Regions from separate parts of the Mus musculus genome. Here region 2 is linked to region 1. The links are chromatin contacts, called in public HiCAR-type maps. All regions are on one chromosome and are shown on one strand. Each heading gives the region's core, a stretch centred on a gene start, on an enhancer-like site or on the middle of the called end of the contact. The rest is flanking DNA. Distances are from core to core; before and after follow the strand shown. Region 1 overlaps Lpp (LIM domain containing preferred translocation partner in lipoma). Region 2 overlaps Gm32196 (a long non-coding RNA gene).

Region 1 (2,872 bases), core at 132-2,631:
ACACAAAATCGCATTCTTTGTTTTAAAGAAACTTACTTCACAAGACTTTTGTCTTGTTTTTGTTTGTTTGTTTGTTTGTTTTTTGGGTTTTGTTGTTGTTGTTGTTTTTGTTTGTTTGTTTGTTTGAGTTTTCTCACAAGGCCTCAGGAATCTCTCCTCACACAGCTTCATCCATGGCCCGTGTTTCCACGGTGGAGAACAGAAGCCTCTGAGATTTGCTAACCTTGCCGCCCTCTCTTCCAATCTGGTTCTCGTCCCTTTAAGTGAGCATAAGAAAACAAATCAAAACCAAACCAAAGCACCGTTTCTCCCCTTTCTAAGTTCAGGGTGTGAATCACTTCTCCCTGCCCTCTGCATTTCTGTGAATGTTTCCTAGATGGACTCAGTGGGCTTCCAGTAAAGACAAACAGCTCAGAGAGCAGATTGCACTCACACTCACAGCCTGAGTCCTGTGACCCAGACATTGGAACTCAGTGCCTAATATGGTAATAAGAGGAGCAGGAGAGGGAGCCGACGAGGATGCCAGACATGCAATGCATTGCTAAGAAATGTACGTGCACTACTGAAGAAACAGGGCGCTTGCTCCTTGATTTCCACGTTATGTAGGACATGAACTGTGAAGTTCTGAGAAAGAAGCCAGTGTTCCAGGCATCTGCCACAGGGAAAAGTTTATTTTCCCTTTGCTCTTCAGACATGAGTCGGCTTAATTCAGTTAGTGTTCAAATCAATGCTAGCATGGGATGGGAACTAAGAAATCATTCTTACAGCCAGCAGACATAGGTTTTCTGCCCAGTTCGACTGCCATTCAACTGTGAAACGCACTTTCTTCCTGGCGTGCCTTTTTCAGCCGTGAAGTGGCTGGATGCTGTGATCTCCAAGACATCTAACGTATCTGTTTGCTTTCCTTCTAATTTTGTCTGAGATAATTTCATTTCCTGTGGAATTCCCCAAACAAAGCATTTTCTAATTCTTCCAGATACTTTCTGTGACTTGAACTAAAAAGACAGAATAAATACTGGCTTTGCATTTCCATTGTGACTTCCTTAAGTATGTTTGGCAGACTGTTCCCTGTGCTTGGCAGAGCTTTTCTCGATCCTAGGCACATTATGCCTTTCTTCCACCTTGGTCCACCTCCTTTCCCCATTCTCTTATCTCTGGACAATCAGTGTGTGTAGGGAGGCATCTAGTACATGGCGCAGGTTTACACCACAGTTTTACACTAATTCAATGCAGCCTTTCCATGGCCTTGCCCAGTCATTGCTGCTCTTATCCATTCAGCCTGCTTTATGGGAGAAGTGGGGCCAGCAGGAGGGAGGTCCCACTGCTTCCCTGCACTCTACAAGATGGAACTGGGCATGAGAGAGTTTTCCAGGCAGGGACTGGATGAGTCACTGGGCTGTCACAGATGTTAAATAAGACTGAGAGAAGAATGGAGTGTGGTCATCTGCGTGTGAGGCAATGAAAGGCTTTGAATGCTTTCTGTCTTTATGGGTTCTGCAATCTGTTATCCCTAAGTGCTGTAGTCTTGTTACGGGCATCTGTGACTTACCCTTTTGGTAGATGGTTGTAGTCAACGCTGACCTCTCCCCATTCGCAAGGTGTATTTCTAACATAAGATAAAGGAACTTTCTCTGACAGAAGATAAAGGAAATTCTTGACAGATTTCCAGCCTTGTGGTTATTATATCGCAATGGCAGCTTGTCTATCCCAAGTAACTGTAGAAAGTTACTGCTCTGAGAAAGCCATAGGGCATTAGGAGTCCCCCTTTCCCTTGTTAAGGACCCTGCAGGAACTACATTTCCCTGTTACAGTTTAGGCTGGCTATAGAGCAGCCCCCTGGTCCTGGGAGAAAGGGGAGGGCAGAGATGAAGCTGTATAACAGAGGGGTTGCTTTGGAGAGATCGGGAGACAAGAGGTCTGTGTTCTGGGGAAGCCATGTCAGAGCTCACTCTTGAGTCATGCTTCATTCTCCAGATCCTCATTTCTCTGTCTGGCAAATACGATTGGTCCTTGAAAGTCTCTTCTAGCCCCAAAGCCTACAGATCAGTTTCTTTGTGTTTCATGTTGTTCCTTCTTGTTCAGCAGTACCAAGTGGATCGATTTGCATCAAATTGCCATTGTGTTCTTTAACACCAAACAGAGCCCAGACAAAGCCACACTTTTGCCTTAGGTGTTCACTGTAATATCGAGATCAGATTCTTCCGTGTAGCGTCTGACTCCCCTTTATCACCTAGTTCCAACCCATGGTGCTCGTCGAGGGCAACCGTTTGCTTGTCTGGGTGGCACCATCTTAAAGATGACCTGAGTGTGAGCACTTTGTGCTGTACAGTATAAAAGAATGAAGGCACTGAACACTGTGCATGTTGACTTCTTCTCAGGGCCAGAACCGAAGGGTAAAGAGCAAGCACGATTTCTGGGATTCTCTAGCAGTCTCTACAAATAGCTCAGAGGTAGACGTAGGGACACCGAGACCAGTGCATCTTCTGCTTCAGTAAAAGCATAAATTTTAATGGTTACAAATGCGTGGTGCTATTATGAGGAAACCACAGGAAAGACCAGTCATATAAACAGTAATAATTTATTGACCATGACTAATCCTTTGGGGAGTATGATAGATGACGTAGGCTTATAAGCGCTTTACAGTGGACTAACCCCTTCCACATTCAGTAATTCACCAGCTCTCTATACCTTGTCCATAAGGGTGGCAGGCTTGTGAGTGTTACCTTCATTTTACTAATGACCACAGTGAGGCTCAAAGAGAGCTGTTGGGCATTTGGTGAGAAGGTGGCAGGATGGAGAGTGTTTGTGGTTTTAGGCTGGTACCTTTATTTTTGTTTAAGGTTTAGCTTTCCTGATAAAGCAGCATGAGGGC
Region 2 (2,865 bases), core at 293-2,792, 660 kb after region 1:
TTTGCTTGTTCTTAGAAGGCTATTCTTTACTCTATACTTCAGCGAATCTGTCAACTAAACAGTTAGTATCCATTGAAACTGTGTGATCTGCAACTAAACCAAGAATCTCTTGTCAATGCATCCATATTGTTACAGTTTTATGTTCCCTCTAACACTATTCCCTACCACTAGTTACATTCCCCCACAAACTCCAAAAATCTGCTTCTGTAGATTAGAACACTAAAGTTCTTTAGAGGTATAATATACCTTGTCATTGGTGACTTGTTGGACATACAAAGGTTGAAGACCGGCTGTAGTTCTAGATGGGTGAAGAGCATGGCTTCTGAGGGACATCATCATTGTCTTGCATGGCATATTTTGCAAAGACTGTCACTGTCAATTCTGTTGACTGTGCGGAATTAATTGCCCCAGGCAGGAATAGACAGGGCAATACTGCAAGGGGCAGGGTTGAGAGAGGCATCTGCCATTAAGAGTGGGGAAACTAAGGTTAAATAAAACCATTAGAGTCTGACAGTTCAGTCTTCTCTATCTCATTAGGGCTCCCCCCCATCTCCACCCCAAGGAACAAGATCACATCCTTTAAATTGGAAAGCCAGATACAGTTACCACCAAGACCAATAGAGAAATTCATCCTTATAATTCAGTTTCTCTAGAACTGCCCCTTGAATTGGGCAGTTATATAAAGGAAGAGAACTGATGGAATATATCCATATTATAAAACAGAGTTCACTAGATTGGCTTACAGGATAGAGGCTGGGTAGTCAGTCCAACATTGACCACCCAAATGCGGGAGCGGACAAAAATCCAGTCCTTGAAGCTGGATTTTTTTAGTAGTCCCAATCTGGTGCTGAAGAAAGACCTGAAGACTCTTGGAGAGTTTTTTGTCTTTAGACCTCTTTGGAAGACCAAAGAAGCTGGAGTCTGGGGTTGGAGAGATGATTTATTTCCTCTTGCAAAGAAGCCAAGTTTGGTTCTCAGCACCCACACACATTGGCTGGTTCTCAACCACCAGTAACAACATTTCTATGAGACCTAGCTACCTCTTCCAGACTCTATAGGCACATGCCTTCAACTACACACATCCAGTTCCCAACACACAGAAATGCACATAGTTAAAATGAAAATGGAAGATACTGGAATCTCTGGCAATGGCAACAGAGAACAGCAAGAAGCCTCTTCCTCACCCAGGCAATCCTTTCTGGGAACTCCCTTACCCAGAGGTGTCTCTTAGTTGATTCCAATTGGCAATCAAGATAATAATAATAATAATAATAATAATAATAATAATAATCTTGATAATATTATGTAGGCTCTTTATAGCATTAGGGTTTCCATGACTGAGTGTTCTCTTCCCAATTGTCACCCATGGGTAGAATAATTTTATGATTTCCTAGGAAGCAGACTGTGACCAAAGTCAACCTTCTGGTTATTCTTTTGAATGATTTGGGTGACAACTACCCCCAGGGTCTGGCTTGTGGAGAGCACACTTTTCAACGCCTCAGCTCACACACTGTGATGTGCTGAAATTCTTTGACTCCCAGTCTTTGAACTGATTGAGGGCATGGTGACACTGACATTTTTGCCTAAGGCTAGTGGTTGAGTCACCCTTTGAAACTAGCAGTTGGGTTATGATCCAAAGATGTCAACTGGCTGGTCACAAAAGTTTCCACAAGGATGTCATTAGGAGAAGTGACTTTCATTACTGGGTCTGGTGAGACAATGGGGCTTTGGAATCACAAGTGCTGTTTACAGCAGTTAAGCTCTGCCTGAGGCAGAGACACAGAACTTAACATTTTCCACATTTCATTTTTTCTTTACTAATTCGATACAAATATTTTAGTGGCATTGTGTTTGCTATGCAGGCATAAGTGCAGGTAGGAAGACAGAGGAGAGAGAAGGGGGTGGGAGGAAGAGGGGTAGGAGGAGGGAGAAGAGGAGGGAACAAGGGCTTTTATTGGTAAACAGAATGGAGACCATGGCCTGTATTATGCAAAAGAGGATAGGTGCTCTAGGGACTTGGGATATCTCCAGGTCAGACAGGGTCACCATGAACAAATAAGAATTTCAGCTGTGTTGCCAAAGACAGCTGTCTTTAATATTACTGTTGAAGAATGGGGAGGATGTGAAGGTTAAGAAGTGCATTAGCAAATGCAGACAGACAAAAAAGTTTGCTTTCAAAGAGGAATGGTCTAGGCTGTAGAAAGTGAGGGAGAAATTTGGGGAAAACATTCTCAGGAAGACACTTGACTTGTAGAAGTTTTGATAACTACAGAAAATAGACAACCACTGGTATTTCTGAGGGGCATGCTATGGTAAGAGCAAGGGACTGACATTTATTTACTTAACCTATGACAGTACAATGTGAAAGGGCTGCTGGATCCTGGTTTAGAGGCCATGGTTCTCAACCTGTGGGTTATGAACCCTTTAGTGATCACCTAAGATCATCTGAAAACACAGATATTTACATTATGATTCATAGCAGTAGCAAAATTACAGTTATAAAGTAGCAACAAAAATAATTTTGTGCTTGGGGGTGTGTGTCACCACAATGTGAGAAACTGTATTAAAGGGTAATAGCATTGGAAAGGTTGAGAACCACTTGTATAGATTAATGAGTGCTAATAATTAATTAGCTCTTTTGGTAATGTATTGCTTATCCTGGGAGAAAGAAAATGAAAAATCTGGTGACCAGAGTATTTATTATTATTCCTGCAAAATATTCAGATAAAACTTTCCTACTTTGCAAAAGCTCATTTATCTAGTGCAAGCAGAGATTATTTGTAGAATTTCTTTAACTATGCTTTTCATTGGTTAAACTGTATTTTAAACCAGTACTTTAAAACCCAGCTTCCTCTTCTGCAAACT

The links. HiCAR-type assays count read pairs that join an accessible place to other places.
Region 2: a contact with region 1 is called in a HiCAR-type map of fibro-adipogenic progenitors, with 3 times the contacts expected there. The contact joins two enhancer-like sites. A contact is called at or near these places in 1 of 484 Hi-C or Micro-C datasets (bone marrow-derived macrophages) and 1 of 115 datasets of contacts at active chromatin or transcription factors (fibro-adipogenic progenitors).

Annotation. Positions count from the first base shown.
Region 1 is chr16:24,494,275-24,497,146 of GRCm38.p6, forward strand. All of the region lies in intron 3 of Lpp (LIM domain containing preferred translocation partner in lipoma), which reads left to right. Among named protein-coding and RNA genes, the nearest start is that of Gm24440, 89 kb to the left of the region's middle. Within about 2 kb of position 1,382, at least 100 of the 459 cell types and tissues checked have an H3K27ac peak or open chromatin away from gene starts, as enhancers often do. A contact at or near this core is called in fibro-adipogenic progenitors, where this site is marked.
Region 2 is chr16:25,156,844-25,159,708 of GRCm38.p6, forward strand. All of the region lies in intron 1 of Gm32196 (a long non-coding RNA gene), which reads right to left. Among named protein-coding and RNA genes, the nearest start is that of Gm32196, 20 kb to the right of the region's middle. Within about 2 kb of position 1,543, at least 10 of the 459 cell types and tissues checked have an H3K27ac peak or open chromatin away from gene starts, as enhancers often do. A contact at or near this core is called in fibro-adipogenic progenitors, where this site is marked.